Linked DNA regions of Sus scrofa: region 1 is linked to region 2. Evidence: chromatin contacts called from public Hi-C data. All regions are on one chromosome and are shown on one strand. The core of a region is the stretch at or near the end of the contact, and the rest is flanking DNA. Distances in the headings are between cores, read along the strand shown. Region 1 holds the start of LOC100524391 (putative methyltransferase NSUN6). Region 2 holds the start of PTCHD3 (patched domain-containing protein 3).

What was found. A called contact is a pair of places that touch in the nucleus more often than the background predicts.
Region 1: a contact with region 2 is called in a Hi-C map of fetal skeletal muscle, with 6 times the contacts expected there. The contact joins the promoter of LOC100524391 here to the promoter of PTCHD3 in region 2. A contact is called at or near these places in 9 of 47 Hi-C or Micro-C datasets (fetal liver, fetal skeletal muscle, heart right ventricle and 6 more).

What each region holds. Positions count from the first base shown.
Region 1 is chr10:44,954,642-44,959,348 of Sscrofa11.1, reverse strand. LOC100524391 (putative methyltransferase NSUN6) reads left to right here and starts at 1,325. Exons shown (of 14, transcript XR_002336345.1): 1 at 1,325-1,881.
Region 2 is chr10:38,934,983-38,939,594 of Sscrofa11.1, reverse strand. It overlaps PTCHD3 (patched domain-containing protein 3), which reads left to right and starts at 2,112. Exons shown (of 5, transcript XM_021064277.1): 1 at 2,112-2,199; 2 at 2,275-2,749; 3 at 2,751-2,938; 4 at 2,941-3,245. The coding sequence starts at 2,112.

The DNA of each region.
Region 1 (4,707 bases), core at 76-2,575, 6.0 Mb before region 2:
AGCTGCGGCTGCCAGCCTATGCCACAGCTCACAGCAACACTGGATCCTTAATCCACTGAGCGAAGCCAGGGATTGAACCCATCATCTCATGGATTCTAGTGGGGTTTGACATCTGCTGAGCCACAATGAGAAGTCCAGTATTATACTTTTAAAAACATCTCTGTGAGATTTAAAGAGAAAAAGATTCAAGAAAAAACTTGTCCTACAGTTCTGTGTTAACGACTACAGTGGCTCCAAAAAACCCTGATTCTCAGAGACAGTGTAGGGGTGCTGAAAAAGAAAATAGGGAGCTTGAAAAGAACAGAGCCATCTTGCCGCCACTGTCCATCCCATATCTGTATGGGAACTTAAGGTGACCCATACCAGGGCTCTGAGAAAAACAGTCATTAGGACTTGAGAAACTCCAGGCCCAGAGTGTTCTAAGCATATTTGAAAGTAGCTAGACTGTGTTTAAGATTAATCATCAAAGAAACAATGTAATACATTTTGCACAGTTATATATCTTCCTGTATCCCTCACGTAATTAAAAATTAATATAACATGTTAGATACAGCACTATACATGTATTTCTCCCTTTCTGTTCCCGGTCCATGATTGGAAAGTGATTCCCCTTGGATCGGCCTGTGTAGTAGAGCTGTTTCCCACCTTCTTCCAGCGTCCTCTTGGAAGGAAGACAACAGGTGGACTATTTTTATTTTCCTATTCCATTATAGGATACTGTGACTTTCATTAGGTTCCTTCTCTCTTTGAATCTCTCCTCCTCTGTAACAAATATCATGCCAAAGGTCTCCCCAGATTTTTAAAGTATAACTCAACTATGATATAGGTAATTGGTAGTTTTATTCAACTAACTGTAAAAACTACCTCTGCGTTTTAAAGTTTCACCTGAGCATTCATGGATATTAAAACATGATTAACCCACTTGTTATAAATTTGAATAATGTTGTTTATCCACAGCTGAAGGCACATCAACAAGCCCAGGAGACGTAAGGTAGTTTCATAACGTCAAGGGTGGCTGATAGGTCAAAAGAAACTCTGGTTTCATCCTTTCTTTGGAGGTCACCTAGCAGGTAACTGGTCCCTCACCGAATACGGGCCAGCAGGACTCAACCCTCCCCGGGTGCCCTGGCATCCAGCTCTCCCCGTCCGGATCTGCTCTTTTGCTGGATCAGTTTACTCTTCAAGGCAGAGCCCCTTCTCCTCCCCCTAAAGCCCCGCCCATTCAGGCCTGCGGCACCGGGACGCGTCGCGGGCGTAGCTGGGAAGCTTCTAGGGACGTGACGTAGAGGCAACTGGCGGCTGCGGATTGGAGGGCAGGGGGGGAGAGGTGTGTCGCCGGAAGTGACGCACTCCGGAAGCGGCTCTCTGTGGCGAAGCTGGGACCGCGGGTTTGGAAATCAGGGTTTAAGTTGGATGTGACCAAGTTCGCGCCAGCCTGGTTTCTAGCTCCTGTCTAGTTCACAGAGGAGTCATTCACGAGTTTTTCCCGCTCTGCAACATGAGTGGCCTGGCCTCGCAGTGATTTCCGTGAGCGTGGCTAAGGTGGGACCTAGGTTGGGTTCAGGTCAGGCGAGGACGCTGCTCTAAACTACATCTCGCTAGCCGCTCTGGCTCTCTCTGGCTGAACTAGAGAAGGCCTGGAGGTCCCCCCGCGTTTCCGACGTGAACCTGGCGTAAGCAGAGAGCTGGGGTTCGGGCGGTGGCGGGGGGGATTCATCGCCCAGACGCTCCTTGTAATTCGGAGAGAGAGAAAAACGACTGTTGTCCAGCATTTTTCTTGGAGGAGGAGAACTAAGCAATAGGAACATGTCTGTTTTCCCTAAAATATCGTTGAGACTTGAAGTTGAAAACTACCTTAAAGCGAACTTTTTGAATAAGGAGGTAGGTCGAACAAGTTGGGTAATAATTGTGAAAACTCAGGGAGAAATAGAAAACAAGTCTAAAAGGGAATGTACTGCCGTGTTTCTTACCCTTCGTCTTTCCTAGGGTAAAATAAATGCTAATGTCTTTGTGCAGGTATTGAATTAATGCTTTGCGTGCTAAGAGGTGAATGGGGTGTATGTTTTAACCACTAGGAGTGGGAAAACAACACCACCACCACCACCTAGGAGTGGGAAAGAAGGGAGGGGAAAAAAGCGTTTTTGTGCCTGGTAGTAGGCGTGCACTGAAGAGGTTACAAGGATAAGCAGGAAAAGATCCCAGTTTTAAGTTAAAAGACCCTGTAGAGAAGAAACACCTGTATACACGTACAGCGCCTGCGCTGGCCCTCAGGTGAAAAAGATGCTATAATTCAGTGAGTGCTTTTTTAAAATTTTATTGAAGTACAGTTGATTTAAGTGAGTGCTTCTGAAATGTCACTACGTGTGTTAGGTCATTTGCAGACCTTCACGTTCTCACAAAATTTTTTTGTTGGAGTATAGTGGACAGCAGACCTTTACATCTTGATCTTAGAAGTCTTTTTTTTTGGTAGAGCTTTCCTCCCCATTTTTATAGCTGAGAGAACCGAGGGTCCAAGGAGACGTTACTGAATCAAATTGACGTTCCTCTCCTGTTACAGTGTTGGAATGTGAAGGCAAAGAGCTCAGATACAATGGGAAAAGGGATGGATTTGGAAACCCCTGCTCCCCGATTTGCGGGCCCAGTGCTTGAGGAAATTACTTCACATCCCTTAACCTTGATTTCTTTTGTGAAATTTGAGGACGGTTAACAATAGTAAATTTCCAAGGTTGTTTTGAGGAGTTAATCATTAAGTGCTAGCACTTGGCATCGTTCTGGCTCATAGTAAGCCCTCAACAAATGTTCCTTGTGCTGGCAGGGCCTAGCCAGAAGTCCACGGTGAATGTTGATTGTCTTTGATTGCCAAGCTTGTGCTCTTTCCACCTTAGTTTGTATTTTCCAATCTTTGGTTTTCTATCCAAAGTAAAGCCTCATGAATGTTATTGATTTTCAGAGATGTTGGTGAAGCCATGAATTGTAGATTTAACTTCTACATTTTATTTCCCAAGATTATGTTAAGGGGCAAAACAGTATTGAAAGAGAAAGTATCTCAGTTTCAAAGAACTTCAGGTATGAGGAGTGTATTAAGACAAATAGAGGCATTCAGCAAATTTTTTTCCCAGCAATTTTTTTTTTTTTTTTTGGGTCTTTTTGCCATTTCTTGGGCTGCTGCTGCGGCACATGGAGGTTCCCAGGCTAGGGATCGAGTTGGAGCTGTAGCCACCCGCCTACACCAGAGCCACAGCAATGCAGGATCCGAGCTGCGTCTGCTACCTACGCCACAGCTCACTTAACCCACTGAGCAAGGCCAGGGATCAAACCCAAAACCTCATGGTTCCTAGTCGGATTCGTTAACCACTGAGCCACCACGGGAACTCCTGCCAGCAATTTTTAAAGTGGTTAACATTATTTTGTAAAAGAAGACTGAAATGTCATTCTTTGACCCCACTGTAGTTACATATTACCAAGAGAAAAACCATCCCTTCAAAGGTGATGGAATATTCAGTTAAAAAAAACCCTGAGAAAGTACTAATATTTTTAAGTTAGTGGATTATTAGCTGGTAATTGGTTTATGAAGATTCTGTGAGGGTAGAGTATAGGCAAAAATGACAAAAAAGGGTGAAATATGTGTCTTGAAAAGCCTCAGTTAATTACAAGGAAAGTTGATTATTTCTGACAGGTATCTTGCTACCTGTCTTTTTGGACAATAGCTATTTGTTACATTTAATAATACCATATTAAACATTTAAAAATAATAATACCATATTAAAAAGCTGATATGGGGAATGTTTGGGTGACAGTGTCAGTGTTACTTGTTCAAATTGGTGTTTTATAAGGTTACCAACCAGTTTGCTCTAGGATATGAGGTTAGCAAGGAACTAGTTCTACAAAGTGATATTAATAGTAAATAGAATGAAATCCTGAATTTACATGTAGCAGGTATGTTCAAAATGCTAATAATTCTTTGAGGCAGTATTTTTCTGAGCTTTTCTTCTTGGGCATTTTATTAGGTGTTTATTAGAATAACTCTGTGAAATATTACCATTCTCTTAGGGTTATTTATTTTTTGGCTGTGCCCAGGGCCTGTGGAAGCCTCCAGTTCAGGGATCAAACCTGAGCCACAGAAGTGACCTGAGGTACTGCAGTGACAACACAGTGCATAGTGCCTGAGGGTATATACCATCTATAATCATAAGTATCTTTTTTTTTTTTTTTTTTTGCTCTTTAGGGCCACATGTGCAACACATGGAAGTTCCCAGGCTAGGAGTCGAATCAGAACTGCAGCTGCCACCCTACGCCACCACTATGGCAACACCAAATCTGAGCCATGTCTTTGACGTACACCACAGCTCACAGCAATGCCAGATCCTTAACCCATTGAGTGGGGCCAGAGATGGAACCTCCATCCTCATAGATACTAGTTGGGTTTGCTACCACAGTGGGAGCGCCAGGTATCTTTAAATGTAAAAGATAATGCTAGGCTGTTTTCCATAGTAGTTCTTCCAACCTGCATTTCCACAACAAGGATTAGATAGTTGCTTTCTTGTGACATTGTTGACAAAAGATGGTGTAACATCAGCACTTTAAGTACAGTTAACACGGTGGTCTATAAGTGATAGGCCTGTGTTTAAATTAGTGTCTCTCATCATTATTAATGAATTTGAGCACTTTGTCATATGTTTCTACATCACTGGAGTCTTGTCAACTCTG
Region 2 (4,612 bases), core at 863-3,362:
CATCTATTACACAACAAAAACTTTAAAAAATCCCGGGGAGTTCCCGTCGTGGTGCAGTGGTTAACGAATCCAACTAGGAACCATGAGGTTGCGGGTTCGATCCCTGCCCTTGCTCAGTGGGTTAACGATCCGGCGTTGCCATGAGCTGTGGTATAGGTCGCAGACACGGCTCGGATCCCGTGTTGCTGTGGTTCTGGTGTAGGCTGGCAGCTACAGCTCTGATTCGACCCCTAGCCTGGGAACCTCCCATATGCTGCAGGAGCGGCCCAAGAAATGGCAAAAAGCCAAAAAAAAAAAAAAAAATCCCAGTACTGGTATAAAGATATGTGGGTAAGTACTAAAGAAGAGTCCTTTAGATTGCTTTAAATTTTCTGACCTATTCCTGTGTGGCTGGGGAAAGGAGAGGTTGGAATAATGATTTAGTAATCCACGGAGAGCAAATCTCAAGTTTGGTCAAATATGGCCTCCATCCTTTCTGGACACATCTGCGTCCCTTCCATAGGAGCTAATCTTGTCCCAGTATTCATGGGTATGGTGGGAGACACAATGATACAGTTGATTGGACTAAGAGAGATAAACTGACAGAGATGTTACTGTCGATTCATTTCTTGGACTCAGTCGATTGGTCTATAAACAGGCACATGACTCAGGCTAAGCCAATCAGTGTCCTTTTCCTAGAATTTTGGAACCAGAATTGGGAACTTATGAAGATTCAAACTCCGATCTGCTGGTAGACGTTTGGGGAAAAATTCATTTGCATTGAAAGAGAAGAGATCCAAGGCAGACAGGAAAAATGACCAGCCACGGGTAGCATTGATGACATTCAAGGCTTGGTTCCAGGTGTTCCTGAGGCCCAGCTGCATCCAAAACCTTCCAGAGCTAAGTTGTTTTGTAAGAGTCCACAGTATACACTTAATAAATTACTTTTTTAAAGTACTTTTAAGAAGTTTCTTTTTTACTGAAGAGTTCTAATTTCCTTAGGCCAATTAACCAGCAGGTGGTGCTGCAGAGGTCTAGGAAGACAGCTATCAGGATAAGAGGACTTTCTCTGATGGCCACTGAGAGTTTAATAAGTTATAGACCTCACGACAAGTATTTCTACTGAACAGCTAAAAGAAAAAACCCTTAGCGGGAGTTCCCACTGTGGTACAGAAGAAATGAATCTGACTAGTATGCATGAGCATGTGGGTTGATCCCTGGCCATGCTCAGTGGGTTAAAGATCCAGTATTGCCCTGAGCTGTGGTGTAGGTCGCACATGCAGCTTGGATCCCGTGTTGCTGTGGCTGTGGTGTAGGCCAGCAGCTGTAGCCCCGATTAGACTCCTAGCCTGGGAACCTCCATATGCCGCAGGTGCGGCCCTAAAAAAGGGCAAAAAGCCAAAAAAAAATTCTCACAAATGTAATTCTTGTACTCTGAATAAAAAACATTCATTCACTTAGCATTGTTGATATCGCAAAACACTCTAAATAATCCTCAGGTTGTTATGAAATTAGGTTATGGCTAAGTAATGTCTCACTTATAGACTGGAAAAGTATAGAGCAGTTGAAAAGTGTTAAGATAAAGCTACACACACTCCCAGGCTAAGAAACTTTGACAAATTTGGTGATTTGCATATACAGTGCAATATTAATGAAAAGTACATATTTACATCTATTTTGATATGCCTACAAATGCAAAGAAAACTGTAAGGATAAATACCCACTTCTAAACCCTTGCATTAAGAGGAATGGGAGAGAAGGACGTTTTAGGGTTGAGTTTAGGGTTGGTTTTTTTTTTTTTTTTCTTCACTTTTCACTCTATGCATTTACTTCTAATTTTTACAAGGAGAATGTTACGTCTGTAGCTAAAAAATAAAAACAACTAAATTAGGTGTACCGGATTCACCAAAGCCTTACCCTGAGGACCATGCTTCTGGAAGATCCACACCCCCTCCCCCCGCAAGGTAAAGGCTGCCACTAAGAGCACATGTACTATCTGTGCTGTGTGTCTGTGTCTTTGTGCACGCGCCTGTGAACAAGCCAAATCACTCGCCTTTAGGAAGGGTTCCTCGTATTAACTGACTCCTGAGAGGATGGGCGCCAGGGACAAATTTAGGGCTAGTTAAGCTACCATGCGCCTCCCAACGAAGCCCCAGCATCCCGGAACGAGCAGCCAGAGCTCAAACGGACTCCCGCAGACTTCCTCCAGGAAACGGTTAGGTGGGGTGGAGAAGGGCGCTCCTTGTCTGACCTGCGACCCAGCTTGAGAAGGTTGAGACAGTGGCCTTTCACGCTGAGAAACCAGCCTTAGCTCCGCTAAGGTTGCGCTGGAGGAGGAGGAGGAGCCCCGGTGGGAGGCGGGGAAGGAGCCGGGCTCAGCATCCCAGCGGCGGGAGTCGGAGGCGGGGCCTGAGGGGGGCTCGCAGCTGCCGGGGCAGCCTGGGTCTCCGCCGCCGCCGCCGCAGCACTGGACGTCCAGTCAGGGACCGGAACCTGAGTTCGGCTGGGCGCGGTCTCTGCCAAAGCCCTTGGTGTTCGCGAAGCCCCGCCGCCGCGCCAACTGCCTGGAGACGCCCCTGTCCCGTGCCTTCCGGCCGCTGAAATGGGAGGTGGGCTCGCGCCCCTGGGTCTTCCTGCTGCTGCCCACGGTTTTGACGGCCCTCGTCGGCTCTGGCCTGATTTACCTGCCCAAGGATGCAGAAGAAGACATAGGGAGCCCGGCCAAGGCTGAGCGACGCTTTGTGCACGGCCGTTTCACCGCCAAGGACTCATTTCTTCTTCTCCAGGAAGAGCACCGAGTTCAATTGGGTCCTAGTTGTCTCCAGCACCGCCTCGCTGCTAGAATAAGAAGCCGTGTCTGAAATTAATAAATTGGACGAGGCGGTGCGGGGTTTGTCCGTCAGGGGTGGGGGTGGGGAAGGAACTTAGATCTAGTACAATGAGGTCTGCTCCATGAACCGCGGCTGTGGGTCCCCTCCAACCCACTCTTGTTCGCCTGGAAAACAGAGACCTCAGCCTGTGAAACATCACTCTCCCCATCTACAGCCTAGCCAAGTGGTATGGTCTACCTGGCCATCATCCTAGGAGGAACCCTCTTAGGTGAGAGTTTGGGCCCAAGCCAGTTAGTCCTGGAGGCCAAAGCCATGCGGCTCCGGTACTGCCTGAAGACGGGAGGAGAGGACATCGAGCTTAGCAAGACGTGGCTGATCCATTTCCTGAACCAAGTTAAGAGCATGGAAAAGAGTCTGGCTTTGGAGACTATCCAGGTACCCGGCCGGTGGGGTTTCAAGGGAGGTCAGGAAAGGTGGGAGGGATGGTTTAAGACTTGTGCCGAGGACCGTAGCAATAGCACTCCTTTTTCTTTTTTCTTTTTTTTTCTTTCTTTTCTTTTTTTGCCATTTCTTGGGCCGCTCCCGCCGCATATGGAGGTTCCCAGGCTAGGGGTCTAATCAGAGCTGTAGCTGCCAGCGTACGCCAGAGCCAGAGCCACAGCAACGCGGGATCCAAGCCGCATCTGACACCTACAGCACAGCTCATGGCTACGCCTGATCCTTAACCCACTGAGCAAGGCCAGGGATAGAACCCTCAACCTCATGGTTCCTAGTTGGATTCGTTAACAACTGCGCCACGCCGGAAACTCCTTGACTTGAAACTCTTCAAGTCCTCTACTGCATTTGGTTCTTAATCCAACTTTCCTAAAGTAACACACTGAAGGCTGCCCCAAATCTTAAATCCTTGGTACCATTCTGGTGAAAAAAAACCACAAATCCTACATCCTCAAGGTAAGTCTGTTCAGTACAGACATGGATCTTCAGGTTTAGTTTGGTTTTCAGGTCAAATTACATTAAAATTCTTACTTTGAGTTAAAGTCTTTACTAGTTTCCAGGAGCCCCCTAAAATTTGTTTGGAGTTCATTGGAATAAAAAAGAACACATCTTTAAGCAAAAGTTCAAGGTGTCCTTGAGAAAGATAAGCAGCTGAGCTTTTCAAAAGTAAGAGCACAGAGCCAGGCACATGTTAGCTGTTTCTTACTTGTTGGGATGGCAGACCTACTATCACTTGTTGGGATGGCAAACCTACTATCACCCTGAATAAGACTGGTAAAAGTGAGACACCTACTGGAAAAAGCCTTTGACTAGCAAGGCCTTTTTGAAATGATATTTGTGCAATTAAAATAGTACAAGAAAACAACCTAATAAAAATCTGGAAAAGCCAGAATGTCTGTAGTGATTTCACAGTTTTACATCAGATTCTGATTTCATAATATTCAAGAGTTTTAAACTTTAGATTTTTGAAAGAAACATTGGAAAGCATGACAGATTTTTTTGGGAAGAACACATCTTTGTTACTTTATTCTAAAATTATTATCCATGTGTTTGGATTTTTTAAGCATTCAGTCAGTAAGCTGTAGTGTTTCAATATCGTTTGTAACTCACACACAAATAATGGAATTTTAAGTTATTTGAGTATGTTTTTGTGGCAGGTGGTCTACTTTACATCACTTTTTAGACAACTGGAATTTGAGGCAACTTCTATGACAGTGATCCCCTTGTTTCAGTTGGCATACCTTCTAATCATAATGTTTGCAGTCATATCATCCTACAAGTAAAACACTCATTAGCTTTTTAAACTC